Regions from separate parts of the Mus musculus genome. Here regions 1, 2 and 3 are each linked to region 4. The links are chromatin contacts, called in public HiChIP or PLAC-seq and promoter capture Hi-C maps. All regions are on one chromosome and are shown on one strand. Each heading gives the region's core, a stretch centred on a gene start, on an enhancer-like site or on the middle of the called end of the contact. The rest is flanking DNA. Distances are from core to core; before and after follow the strand shown. Region 1 holds the start of 2900076A07Rik (RIKEN cDNA 2900076A07 gene). Region 2 holds the start of Cpeb1 (cytoplasmic polyadenylation element binding protein 1). Region 3 overlaps Prc1 (protein regulator of cytokinesis 1). Region 4 holds the start of Wdr73 (WD repeat domain 73).

What was found. Promoter capture Hi-C pulls out the DNA fragments that hold promoters and counts their contacts. HiChIP or PLAC-seq counts read pairs in DNA pulled down with a chosen protein or histone mark.
Region 1: a contact with region 4 is called in a promoter capture Hi-C map of liver, with 4 times the contacts expected there. The contact joins the promoter of 2900076A07Rik here to the promoter of Wdr73 in region 4. A contact is called at or near these places in 15 of 39 promoter capture datasets (the 3T3-L1 cell line, 3T3-L1-derived adipocytes, the C10 cell line and 10 more), 1 of 115 datasets of contacts at active chromatin or transcription factors (bone marrow-derived macrophages) and 2 of 9 other capture datasets (liver and pancreatic islet).
Region 2: a contact with region 4 is called in a promoter capture Hi-C map of liver, with 2.0 times the contacts expected there. The contact joins the promoter of Cpeb1 here to the promoter of Wdr73 in region 4. A contact is called at or near these places in 2 of 39 promoter capture datasets (both in liver) and 1 of 115 datasets of contacts at active chromatin or transcription factors (astrocytes).
Region 3: an H3K4me3 HiChIP or PLAC-seq map of bone marrow-derived macrophages shows a contact between it and region 4, with 5 times the contacts expected there. The contact joins the enhancer-like site here to the promoter of Wdr73 in region 4. A contact is called at or near these places in 5 of 39 promoter capture datasets (liver, maxillary cranial neural crest, neutrophils and 1 more) and 2 of 115 datasets of contacts at active chromatin or transcription factors (bone marrow-derived macrophages and effector CD8 T cells).

What each region holds. Positions count from the first base shown.
Region 1 is chr7:81,522,260-81,525,156 of GRCm38.p6, forward strand. It overlaps 2900076A07Rik (RIKEN cDNA 2900076A07 gene), which reads left to right and starts at 1,291. Exons shown (of 4, transcript NR_160675.1): 1 at 1,291-1,417.
Region 2 is chr7:81,453,256-81,456,173 of GRCm38.p6, forward strand. Cpeb1 (cytoplasmic polyadenylation element binding protein 1) reads right to left here and starts at 1,503. Exons shown (of 12, transcript NM_007755.5): 1 at 1,379-1,503. The coding sequence starts at 1,393.
Region 3 is chr7:80,298,416-80,301,115 of GRCm38.p6, forward strand. Prc1 (protein regulator of cytokinesis 1) reads left to right here. Exons shown (of 15, transcript NM_001374624.1): 2 at 1,886-2,018; 3 at 2,622-2,700. It also overlaps a transcript of Rccd1 not described here. Among named protein-coding and RNA genes, the nearest start is that of Prc1, 5.3 kb to the left of the region's middle. Within about 2 kb of position 1,281, at least 30 of the 459 cell types and tissues checked have an H3K27ac peak or open chromatin away from gene starts, as enhancers often do. A contact at or near this core is called in bone marrow-derived macrophages, where this site is marked.
Region 4 is chr7:80,899,945-80,902,644 of GRCm38.p6, forward strand. It overlaps Wdr73 (WD repeat domain 73), which reads right to left and starts at 1,325. Exons shown (of 8, transcript NM_028026.2): 1 at 1,241-1,325; 2 at 700-767; 3 at 404-492. The coding sequence starts at 1,281. Nmb (neuromedin B) reads right to left here. Exons shown (of 3, transcript NM_026523.4): 3 at 2,283-2,559. The coding sequence ends at 2,524.

The sequences.
Region 1 (2,897 bases), core at 41-2,540, 620 kb after region 4:
CCCTGGCTCTCTGTCCGTCCTTCCTTCCTTCCTCCTCCTTCTCCTTTCTGCTTCTCACTGTATAGCTCTGGCTGGCTTGGAACTCTCCACGTAGACCAGTCTGGTGTTGAACCCTGAAGGCTGGTATTAAAGTAGTGTGCTACCATGCCCAGAAAAGTTACATCTTAAATGAGTAAGAGAAATGAAGTAGATTTGGCTCAAGCTGATAAACAAGGTAACATTTTTGCTCCTGATTTTGTATATTAAATCCAAAAGCCTTGTATGTTTGGACTGCATGTAAGGTCCTTTCATTACACCTATGTTTCTTATTTTGTTCTTTTTGCTTCAAATTCTGACCTCAAACTCGCAGCATCCAAATGAACTCTGAACTCATTGTTCTAAACCTGCTTACTTTTAGTTTACTTTAGCATTTGGTTTGCACATTCCTGGAGAACTCTGGCAGCTTACTAGGGTGCTCAGTAATTGCCGCCCCTGAAATCTTAAGTCTTTTCTGCAGCCTCACAATGTGAACTGGAATAAGCTGGGCTTTTTAATCCAACAGGATGGATGTCCTTGTAAAACACAGCAATAAGCAGAAATAAGGAGAACAAAGTTTGACAACAGAGTAGGGCCATGCTGCCTCAAGTCAAAGCACACACAGGATTTTTAGCGATCACCAGAAACTAAGTAAGGCAAAGATATCATATTCAAAATGACAGAGGAAGCCTACCTCTACCAAGGCGCAAATGTCAAATGTCTTTTGTTTTAGTCTCTCAACATTTGAGGTCTATCCTCAGGAAATTTATCCAAAAGTGATTTTACTTATCTTCCTAGACCCATGATCAAGGCTAGGAAGCTCTTGGTCCTTTCCTGGATGAATATGCATGGGCTTGCAACCAGGGGGAGTCAAGAGAGCGACTGAGTAAAGGTTACTGAGGTGCAGTGCACGCTTTGCTCTCTATAAGCAGGGTGGCAAGAATGAAGAACACTGAGAAGCTTAACAGCCAGGGCTGGGTAGCACAAGAACGCAGAGGAGTGTCGCAGGGGCGGGACGGCGTACTTCAGTCCCCAGGATGCCGCCTGCCAGGGGAGCAGAGAATAGCATACTCAAAACAATGCGGCAGCTCTCCACACCCACCCAGGAGCTACAAGCCGGCCCCCGAGTCTCCCACGATCCAGACGCCACGCAGCTAGACGCTAAGCAGCAGAGGACTCGCTCTGAGCATGCGCACTGGGAAGAGCCAAGCCCAGCCGCGCCGCGCGGTGCCTGACGTGGAACTTCCTCCCTACGGCTAAGAAGCCGGAAGTGGACTCATTTTCCACCGGAAGGAGGGAGAAATTATGACCGAGAGCCTGACACCTGATGCTAGCGGCTTTTGTCTCGCCAAGTTGACCCAGTATTTGGCCACCTTGTGCGGCGGGTGACTATGGTGTCCAGGTAAGTGGCTGACGTGGCAGGCGTCCCAGGAATGGGAGAAGAGATGGGTAAGCTGCCCGGCTATCGATCTTCCTTCTCTGTGTTTGTTTTTTCTCCATCTTTTTCAAAGAGGGTTGCTAGCCCACGGAATGGTGGGTAGATATGGAAGGAGAAATACGCGGTCACACAGACTGAAGTTAAATTAAGCACACACACATACGTACGTACATACATGCACACATACAAACACATATTCACATGCACAGAGCTGTTGAATATTGGCTCTGTAAATCCAGGCATTCCGAATCGATGACTCTTGCCTGAGGGAGGAATCACCTGTTGCAGTAATTTTAGCGCCCGTGAGCACATGCACACGCAGTGGGTGATTTTTAAGTTTCTTGAATGTGTCAGCAAAGGCATTTAATGTTAGAAAAGGGCAGCAAGGAGGCGGTGGAAAGTTGCATGGTTTGTTGAGGACAGATTCTAAAATCCCATAGAATTCTTGTACAAAGGAGTTTTTATATTGCTTTCTGATGGTGTGCGTGGATGGGTAGGAGGTTGGAAAATTGAAGGAGTGAAGACAGTAGTGAGGTGCACTTAGATACTAGCCTGATGGCTTAGTAGTTAAGAGCATTTGTGGCACTTCCAGAGGCTCTGAGTTTGGTTCCCAGCACCTATATCAAATCACTTGTACCTCAGGACCCAAGGAGTCCAACACACTATTCTGGCCTCCTTGAGCACCACACACATATGTCATTCACTCACAAAGACACGAACATACATATATATAAAGCTTAGATAAGGTGTGAGTCCACCAAAGGAAAGTCATTCGTCAGCCATCAACATGTTTGACCCTGTAGATCAGTGGGTCACAACCGTGGGTCACAACCCCTTTGGGATCAAATGACCCTTTCACCTAAGGGGTCACCTAAGACCACTGGAAATACAGACATTACATTACAATTCAAAACAGTAGCAAAATTACAGTTATGAAGTAGCAACAAAAATAATTGTATGTTGGGGTCACCACAACATGAGGGTATTAAAGTCACAGCATTGGGAAGGTTGAGAAGTGCTGCTCTCGATGGAGATGAGTTTGCCGTGTCTGCCGTTCCCGGTGTACTGTGTAGCAACAGAAGGCAAACATGGGAATCTTCCTTACCTATTGCCTGTTATTGCATAGAAAACCCTGGGGGTCTTAAGCAAGATCTGAGCTCCCCCTAGAAAGCTTGTAGCGGAATACTTATTTGTGCGCTCACTATGGCTTTGTGCTGGCAACCTGTAGAACTTTACCCTAGCCTCTTTATGGGAAATTCACTATAAAGAATTTGTAAGTTGCCTACAAGTCGAGGAGAGATGCTGTAAAGTTCACTGTAATCAGTCTCTCTCTGTCTGTCTGTCTGTCTGTCTGTCTGTTTGTAGGTAATATGACATCTGGTGCTTGTGTAGCTTTAGGTTTGCCCTGCATTAATGCTGCCAGCTCAAGTGGACCCTGAGTTAT
Region 2 (2,918 bases), core at 253-2,752, 550 kb after region 4:
CAAGGCACAAAGTGCCACTACAGAGCACGGTGCTAACTAACGCCTGCGAGGCTGCACAGAACGAGGCTGCATAGGACCCTGGAGCCCAGGTGCTCCGTGCTTTCTGGTGTTGCGGGCCACTTTGCAGGAACCGTGGCCTTGCAGAGCCCCCTGGAAATGAGGCTCGTGACCGTGAGAGGCTGGAACCGCACAGCAACCCACACGGGTGGCCTGCGCTGCCCACCGAGGACGCTCTTTGCTGACATGGGTCCCCCTGCCTAGGCATGGGCCTCCCCCCACACACACCCCGTTGCGTCTAGGCCCCCAGTGAAGCAGCCTTGTCAGCCCTACCCGCCCAGCGTCCAGCCTCCGCTCCCCCAAACCAGAGGTCAGGGCTGGAGGCCACGCGAGCCCATCTGCAACCCGACACCCCCGAATTTGGACACCTGGCCTTGCTGGCTGAGAAACGCTGAGCGACACCCTCGAGGCCACATGAGTGCGTCCCGCCAGGCCGCCCGAGTGAGGCAAGCGGACGCCGCCGAGGACTAGCTGGCTTCCCGCCTGCGCCCCCTCGCGGGCTGCTCAACTCCTCCTCCCCTCCGGGCCCGCGCCCCCCAGCCCCGCGAGGCTCCCGGGGACAGCCCTCGAAGCCCGGTCACACGCACGTGCGACCTCACCTGGCCCGGTCCACCCTCGGGGCTAGGGCTCCGGGAGCAATCGAACGTGTGAAGCCACGTGACTTCCCCGGGCTTGGAAAGAGCGCGGCCCGCACGAGGGGCCCGAGACCTCGGCTTTAAAGGAGCCATGTCAGCGCCGTCGTGGCGCGTCTCCCCCTGCGCCGCCCCAGCCTGAGGGGGTCTCCGCGGCTCGCTGCTGCGCCGCCCGCAGCGAGCCGCCAGCCCCTGCCTCCTGCGGGACGCCAAGGCGACTCTCGGGGAGAGAGAGAGAAGGAAAGAGAGAGACGGGAGCCGCGGGCACCGCCGGCCAGCCGGCCGGCCGCTCGAGCTCTCCCGTGCGACGGCTGCGGAAAAAGGAAGTGTTGGCGTCCGGGCGCCCGTCCGCGCGGCCGGCTCCTGTCTGGACGTATGTTCGAGGCCACCGAGAGTTGTGCAAGTGCAGCTCCGAGGCCCCGGCGGTCGCCCCCGAAGGGCCGCGGCGCCTTTAAGCCCAAAGGCCTGAGTCACGAGGAAGCTCCCTGCCCCTCCCCGCGCGCCCCACACCGCTCCACGAGGCCCACGACCGCGGGCATGTGACCGGCGCCCCGCCCGGGACGCTAACCCGGGCGGCGGTGAGGGGGCCCTGTGAAGTGGCGAGACTGCGCGCGGACCGTTAGCCGAGGCGGCCGGCGGGGACAGCAGCCCCGCCCGGCCCGGCCCCGCCCCGCCCCGGCGGCTCTTACCAGAGAGAAAGCCATGGGGTCCGGCGTGGCCCTAAGGGACTGGCGGGCGGGCGGGCGCGCGGGCCGGCGGGTCTGTGCGGCGCGGGACGCGCACACACGTGGGCACTATTTTTGCAGCGAGCAGCGCACGACTCCGCACCCCGGCGGCTTATAAAGCTCCGCGGCGCTGGCCTGACGAGGAGCACCTGTGTCGGCCCCGCCCGGCCTCGTCCCCGCCCCCGCCCCCTGCGCTCCTTCCTGCCGTCCAGACCCGCGCTCCGCCGCCCACCCTGGGCCTGGGGGTCCGAACGGGGGGTGGGGGTTAGTTCTGAGGCTCGAGCCAAGACAGACCACCACTGCCTCCCCGGAGCCCGAGGGGGCTCAGGCCTGAGCAAGTCCCTCGCCCGGTGACCCTGACCATTTCACTCTCCCGCGGGCCTCAGTTTCCCTACAGATTTACAAGACCCTGGGATGCCCCGCTGCGCCGGTGACGTGCGCCCCCCCCCCAAAAAAACGTATAACCACGCCTCTCCTTTGCTAGTGACCTCTCGGGTGGAAGCCCCGGTGGCACCGAACCCAGCCCCTCCACCCATCCCCACCTGCAGCAGACACGCCCTCACTTCAGACCGACTGCCACTGCATCTGGAGCGAGCTGGAACCCGGAGCGCAGGCGTCAGGGGATTCGGGAAAGTTCCGAAAACAGCAGTGATCCTCTTCGGATTGCAGTTCCCCAGGGAAACCGCTCCCGACGCTCCCTCCAGAATGACAGGACGCTTTACTGACAAAATTCGGGGCAAGAGATCAGGGTGAGCGAAGCTGTTGTTCCGAGAGGCGTCATGGGCCAGCTAGGGCTGGACCAGACCGGAAGCCCAAGCGAGCGCAGAGGCGGAGATGGCATTCCGGGCTGCAGACCAGGGAAGGCGGAGAGGGAGGAATGCACTGAGAGGCTCAATCTGACTAAGACCAGCTAATGCGTGTTGGTGCCACAGGAGGGAAGCCCGAGCCCAGTTTCTGAAGGGCTTTTATTCTGCAGCTAGCTGGAAACTAGAGGAAAGGTGAACAAGCTTGGAAGTTGCCAGGTCTCTTTTAAGGTGTTGCTGGAGAGTTGGAGGTGGGAAATAAGCCACTAGGTTGGTTAAGAAAGAGAACAGAGCTTATTGAACATTTCTAAGTGTTTTATATGTTATACTTTTTATTCAGCGCGTATTATACTCAAGGTTCCTCCTGACAGGTGAAGAAGCTGTTACCAACTTGCTGGCAGGTTTGTGAGGCAGGAACGTATAAGCTTCTGCCCAGGGTATTAAGAAAGGAAGCCTACGGTCCTAGCCTAGTGTGTTTGGAGAAGGTGGGGAAGAGGACAGATGCTGGAGTTAAAGTGCAGAGGGAGCTGAATGACAGCTGGCTAGTCTCCATTCTGTGGTCGTTCCCAAGGGTTACTGAAGTCCTAAGCAGAAAGGGTGGTTACAGTATGGAGAACCCATCCCCTTAGGAGCAGCCCAACCCCCATCTTGGCAGCATAGGCCTGATAAATCAAACCTAGTATTTCTTGCTTCTCTTCTCT
Region 3 (2,700 bases), core at 31-2,530, 600 kb before region 4:
AAATCCACCTGTCTCTGCCTCCTGAATGCTGGGATTAAAGGCATGCGCCATTACGCCTGGCCCAGTAAAAGTTTTTAAGCACTCGATTATAGCTGGGTGCTAATACTTATCTACCTTGTATAGGCAACTGTTGTGCAAAAACTTTCCTAGCACAGGCAACCAACTGGGGTTTTATGACTAGAGAGAACTGTTTGCCTGTGACTATACTAAGGTTTATTTGTGGCCATGGAAGAGCTTTTGAGGAGCTAACAGAGGTCTAGACTGTTGTTTTTTTTAAAATAGATTTACTTTATTATTATTTATTTTATGTATGTGAGTACACTGTAGCTGTACAAATGGTTGTGAGCCTTCATGTGGTTGTTGGCAATTGAGTTTTTAGGACCCCGCTCACTCAATCCCTGTTGGCTCCGGTTGAAAGATTTATTTATTTATTTTAAATAAGTACACTGTTGCTGTCCTCAGACACACCAGAAAAGTGAGTCAGATCTCATTATGGGTGGTTGTGAGTCACCATGTGGTTGCTGGGATTTGAATTGGGGACATTTGAACAGAGCAGTCAGTGCTCCTAACCACTGAGCCATCTCGCCAGCCCTAGACTGTTGTTTCTTAAAATCACTGAATTCTCTGAAACACACCAGTAACCAAAATGCCTCCAGCCCCACTTTTTGTGGGACTACTGCAGCAGGTTAAATGGGTTATTCCAAGGCCCGTGTTAAAGGTGGCATAGACTATCTATTCCAAGCTCCAGTTCTCTAGCAGCAAAATAGTCTGTTTCCTTCCTTGGTGTATCGAAGAAAAAGGAGGAAACATTCTGTTCTTAAATGTTATATAAAGGGGATTAATTTTTTTGTTTGTTTTTTGAGACGGGGCTTCTCTGTGTAGCCCTGGCTATCCTGGAACTTGTTCTGTAGACTAGATTGGCCTCAAATTCAGAGATCCGATTGCCTCTGCACCCCTAATGCAGGGATGTAAGGCATGTGCCATTATTGCCTGGCATAGATATTAAAACTTTTCAAAGATAAAATACTGCTGAGGTTGGTGGCACAGGTGGAAGGAGAACCAAGGGGCCAAGGTTCAAGGTCATCCTTGTCTCATGGATAGGGATCCAACCCAGGTTGTTAGTCTTCACACGTTGAGCCATTTGCCAGTCTAGCATGTTTTGAGCTTTAGCAATGTTGTATGTAATTTGTTCCTTTGCATTGTTGTAATGTACTGATCCATTCTGTTGACATACAAGCCATCTCCATTTCCCATGCTATGACTAAGTGCTGCTTCTTTCTAGCAACAGTCTGTCTTGGTTTCATTTTTGGTTGCTCACGACAGGGTTTCTCTGTGTAGCCCTGGCTGTCCTCCAGGGCTGACACCAGGCTGCCCTCGACCTCACAGAGATCCACCCGCCTCTGCCTCCTGAGCACTGGGTTAAAGGTGTGTGGCACCACCACTGCTGGGCTTGTGGGGTGCATCTGTAATCCCAGCACTCTGCAGGCTGAGGCCAAAGGTTCTTAGACTTAAGGCTCAGCCTCTCAAGTGTAGGCTTTAAGGGCACAAGCCACCATGCCCAGCTCTCTGCCAGTCGTCTTCAGGAGCTCCTTACCAGCAAGCTCTTATGTTAGCTTATTTTACTGATATTTTGTCTGGTTTTCCTTTTGTAGCAGCATTTGTAATTCAGTCTTAGAGTCGTTGATCAAAGTCATTGGTGTTAGGTGAATGGAATAACTGTGCTAGTGTGGCATTTAGGAGGCAGAGAATGGCTAAGCATTGATTAAACTAGTATGCCTCCTCTCAAGGCCACTGGGAAATGACTCAGGTTAGTTCCTGAAAACAGGCAGTGATGAGGCAGTGATGCTGGCTCTTACAAGTTAAATGGCTTTCTATTGATTTTCAGTGAGGTGCTAGCAGATGAGTCTATCACATGCCTGCAGAAAGCTCTAACTCACCTCCGGGAAATATGGGAACTAATTGGGATTCCAGAGGAGCAGAGGCTACAAAGAACCGAGGTTGTAAAGAAGCATATAAAGGTGAGTCGGTTCCTGCTGGTCTCTGCAGTGAGGACAGTAGGGATGCTATTTGAGATAAAAGGCAGACTGACATTTGGTGGTATTTGGGGGTCTGGGAGGGGGTGGCTTAGTAGGTAATGGCGCTGCTGCAACTCCATGGTGTAAGGCTAAAGACCTAAGCTCAACTGCCAGGACCCTGTATGATCTAAGGGGATTGATACACACTCTTTGTGTGGCCTTTACAACTGCCAGGACCCTGTATGATCTAAGGGGATTGATACACACTCTTTGTGTGGCCTTTACAACTGCCAGGACCCTGTATGATCTAAGGGGATTGATGCACACTCTTTGTGTGGCCTTTATAGTCCTCAACCCACATCATGAGCACACACAATAACAACTAAATGCTAAGAGGAAATAATAGCTAGTCATTTATACTAAGATATCACAGCTCTTCCTGATTTTATTTAAAGCCCTTTCTGTAAAATTTGAAATTATGAGGGTGTTGATATTAAGGCTAGTTAGTTTTGCAGGTTTTTTGATATGTTTTTGTTTTTGTTGTTGTTTTGTTTTGTTTTATTTCCATTGGCTCCAAAGCTTTACCAAGTGTTTTCTCACTTGTAGGATCTTCTGGATAGAATGATTGCTGAAGAGGAGAGCCTGAGGGAAAGGCTGCTCAAAAGCATATCCATCTGTCAGAAGG
Region 4 (2,700 bases), core at 75-2,574:
CCCCGAACCATCTCTCCAGCCCACGTCTATTTCTGATAAAGTAAGACTGCTCTTTGCCTGTAGCAGCTCTCCTGCGACCACCTGCTTGTCCTTGGCATTCATCCCCATGCACAGGGGCCTTGTTCTAGACTTTGGTTTTGTTTTTCTTTTTTTTTGAGACAGGGTTTCTCTGTGTAACCTTGGATGTCCTGGAACTCGTTCTGTAGACCAAGCTGGCCCCAAACTCACAGAGATTCACCTGCCTCTGCCTCCCAAGTGCCTGGATTAAAGGTTTGCACACGCCGCCGCCCGCCCCCCCCCCCTCCTTCTGTGGCAGCCCCAGGTACTTGTCAGGCAGAGTAACAGGCACTCCAGAAATGCATAATAAATTGACACAGATAATCAGCTTCTCTATTTAAGTTACCTGGTTTTCCTGTACAGAGAGCCTGAGAGGTAGTATCAAATGAAGAATCTCATTTTTTTTCAAACTTTCATAACCAGCAACAAAGACTCCTGAAATAAAACAGTAACTATGACAAAGAGTTAGAAATATCGTGGATCGTGGCTGGATTTATAAATTCTCCCAATACCTTCCCCATTCTCTGAGTAGCCTTGTGTCAGGGGATGGAAGTTGAATGGGTCTCCCTAGCGGCTCAGACTTTAAAATTCAGCCCATGAGGCAGAAACGCATCTCGTTTAGTAGCAGGCAAGATATATTACCTTTTTCACCAATCCACTCAAGGACTCGAGTGGCTCCTGAGAGGTCAAATGCATGGAAGTCTTGGTACCTGCAGGATAGGGTTACAAAAATCACGCGACGCACAGCTAACCAAGAACTGGGAGATCGCTGAAGGACTGGTGGAACCAGGCTCTGGAGTTAGGTAAACATGGGGCTGAATCTTTTCTTCTGCATTTTCCTCCCTGGTGTATGAGACCGGGCTGGCCATAAGGAACCAAGCCTTGGTTCCTCACCTGCGGAACTCCCATAAAGTTGATTTCCCCAAGTTGAGGTGAACAATCAGGAGAAACCTGTGTTCAAGTTAACCTAGAATCCGGCCCAGGGTAACCGGCCATGTGTGCCTTATCAGCCCTCACATGCGCGGATCTGGTCACATTACTTGCTTACAAAGGACCCAGAGTCCCAGAGCTAGAGGCCGGGGGTCAGGACCTCCATCGGTCCGTGCCTGGGCACTGCCCACGAGCCCACAACCGCACGCGCCCTCTCCCATTGCCCATCAGACCCGCCCACGGGCCAATTTACAATCGCAAAGACTCCACGAGCCAGTCCTCAGCGAGCTCCATAGCAACTGTGGCTTCCGTCGCTCCACTTCCGCCAGCCAGACTTCCTGGGCAGGCGCGCGCTCTCGCGAGGAGAGGGCGTGGTCTTCCGCTGGCTGGGGCGGAAGCGCTCAGCGCTGCGCGAAGCCCTGTTGATGTTTCTTCTGTTCTGTGTGCAGAGTCCGGGTGAAAACGACGCAAAAAAACCAGATCCATCGATGTCAGCTACAAGCAGGATCGGAGACATCAAATATACCCCTAATGTATATTTAGGATCAAGAATGTGCAGCCAAAGAGCTGTCAGTGTCCCAAAGCAGGTACAATACAGACTTAATTGGCACTTCAAGTGAACAGTTAATTTAAGTTTGCGTGTATTGTCCGTAAAGGATACTTAAGGACTTTTTTATTTTTTAAAATGAAAGGAATCTTGTTTAACTGGGGATGTAGCTCAGCTGCTAGAGTGCTTGCCCGGCATGCACGGAGTTAGCTTTTCAGTACCCCGTAAAAATAGACAAAAAACCCAGCGCGGTGGCGCATGACTGATCAGAAGTTTTAGGTCATCATCTGCTGCATAGAGAGTTCGAGGCCAGTCTACTGTTACACAGGACACGATCAACAAAGTATCTGACATTCCAACTTAATTTTTATTCGATAACTTTGGCAACATGTATGGAGGACCCTACATTCGGAGAAGAAAAAGAACACAGCAGGGCTGGATTCTAGTGTGGCTCTCTCCCGTATGCACCAGGTAGTGCACTAAAGTTTGCCATGGGGATCAAAGGTGGGGCGAGTGCAGCATAGTGTAGGTAGCCCCCCACTGCAGGGGAAGAAGCTTTTGGTAGCAGAACTCACTCGTGGCTGGATCAGTGCAGCCAACACAACACCTGACTGCTGAGAGCTGGCTGGCTGGTGCCATGGTGGGGGGTGATGGGGCTTTTCTAAGACCACCCTAGCTCTCTGAACATGCCACCCTCCAGAACCCTTCCCTCTTTCCTCAAATGTGGGTGGAAGGAGAGGCCCAGACATTCTGTGTAAAGAGCAGTATTTTTATTCACCACTTCACCAGGGAAGCAAGAAATACAGCAGGAAAGACTTTGTGTCTGCATCATTAACATTCCTGGTGACCCAACCAGAAATCACAGTAACAGATTAACACATTTGAGCTTAGGATTTACATCCAGAGGAGGCCACTGCTAGGGTTCCATTGTCAGCTTCCCTGGATGGACACATTCTAAGCCCAGCATCCGGTTTGTTCCATTATTGGCATCACTTCTGCAGTAGTGGCTCCAGCAGCCTCCTGTACTGAAGGCAAGAAGGGAAGACTTGACTCTGGAGTCCACAAATCAGGGAAATGCTGAGTGTACCCAGGAGGGCAGCTGCAGGCTCTCAGCTGAGCCTCTCAGTGAGAACCTTTCTCCCTGGAAGACCTGAGGAGTCAGGGGG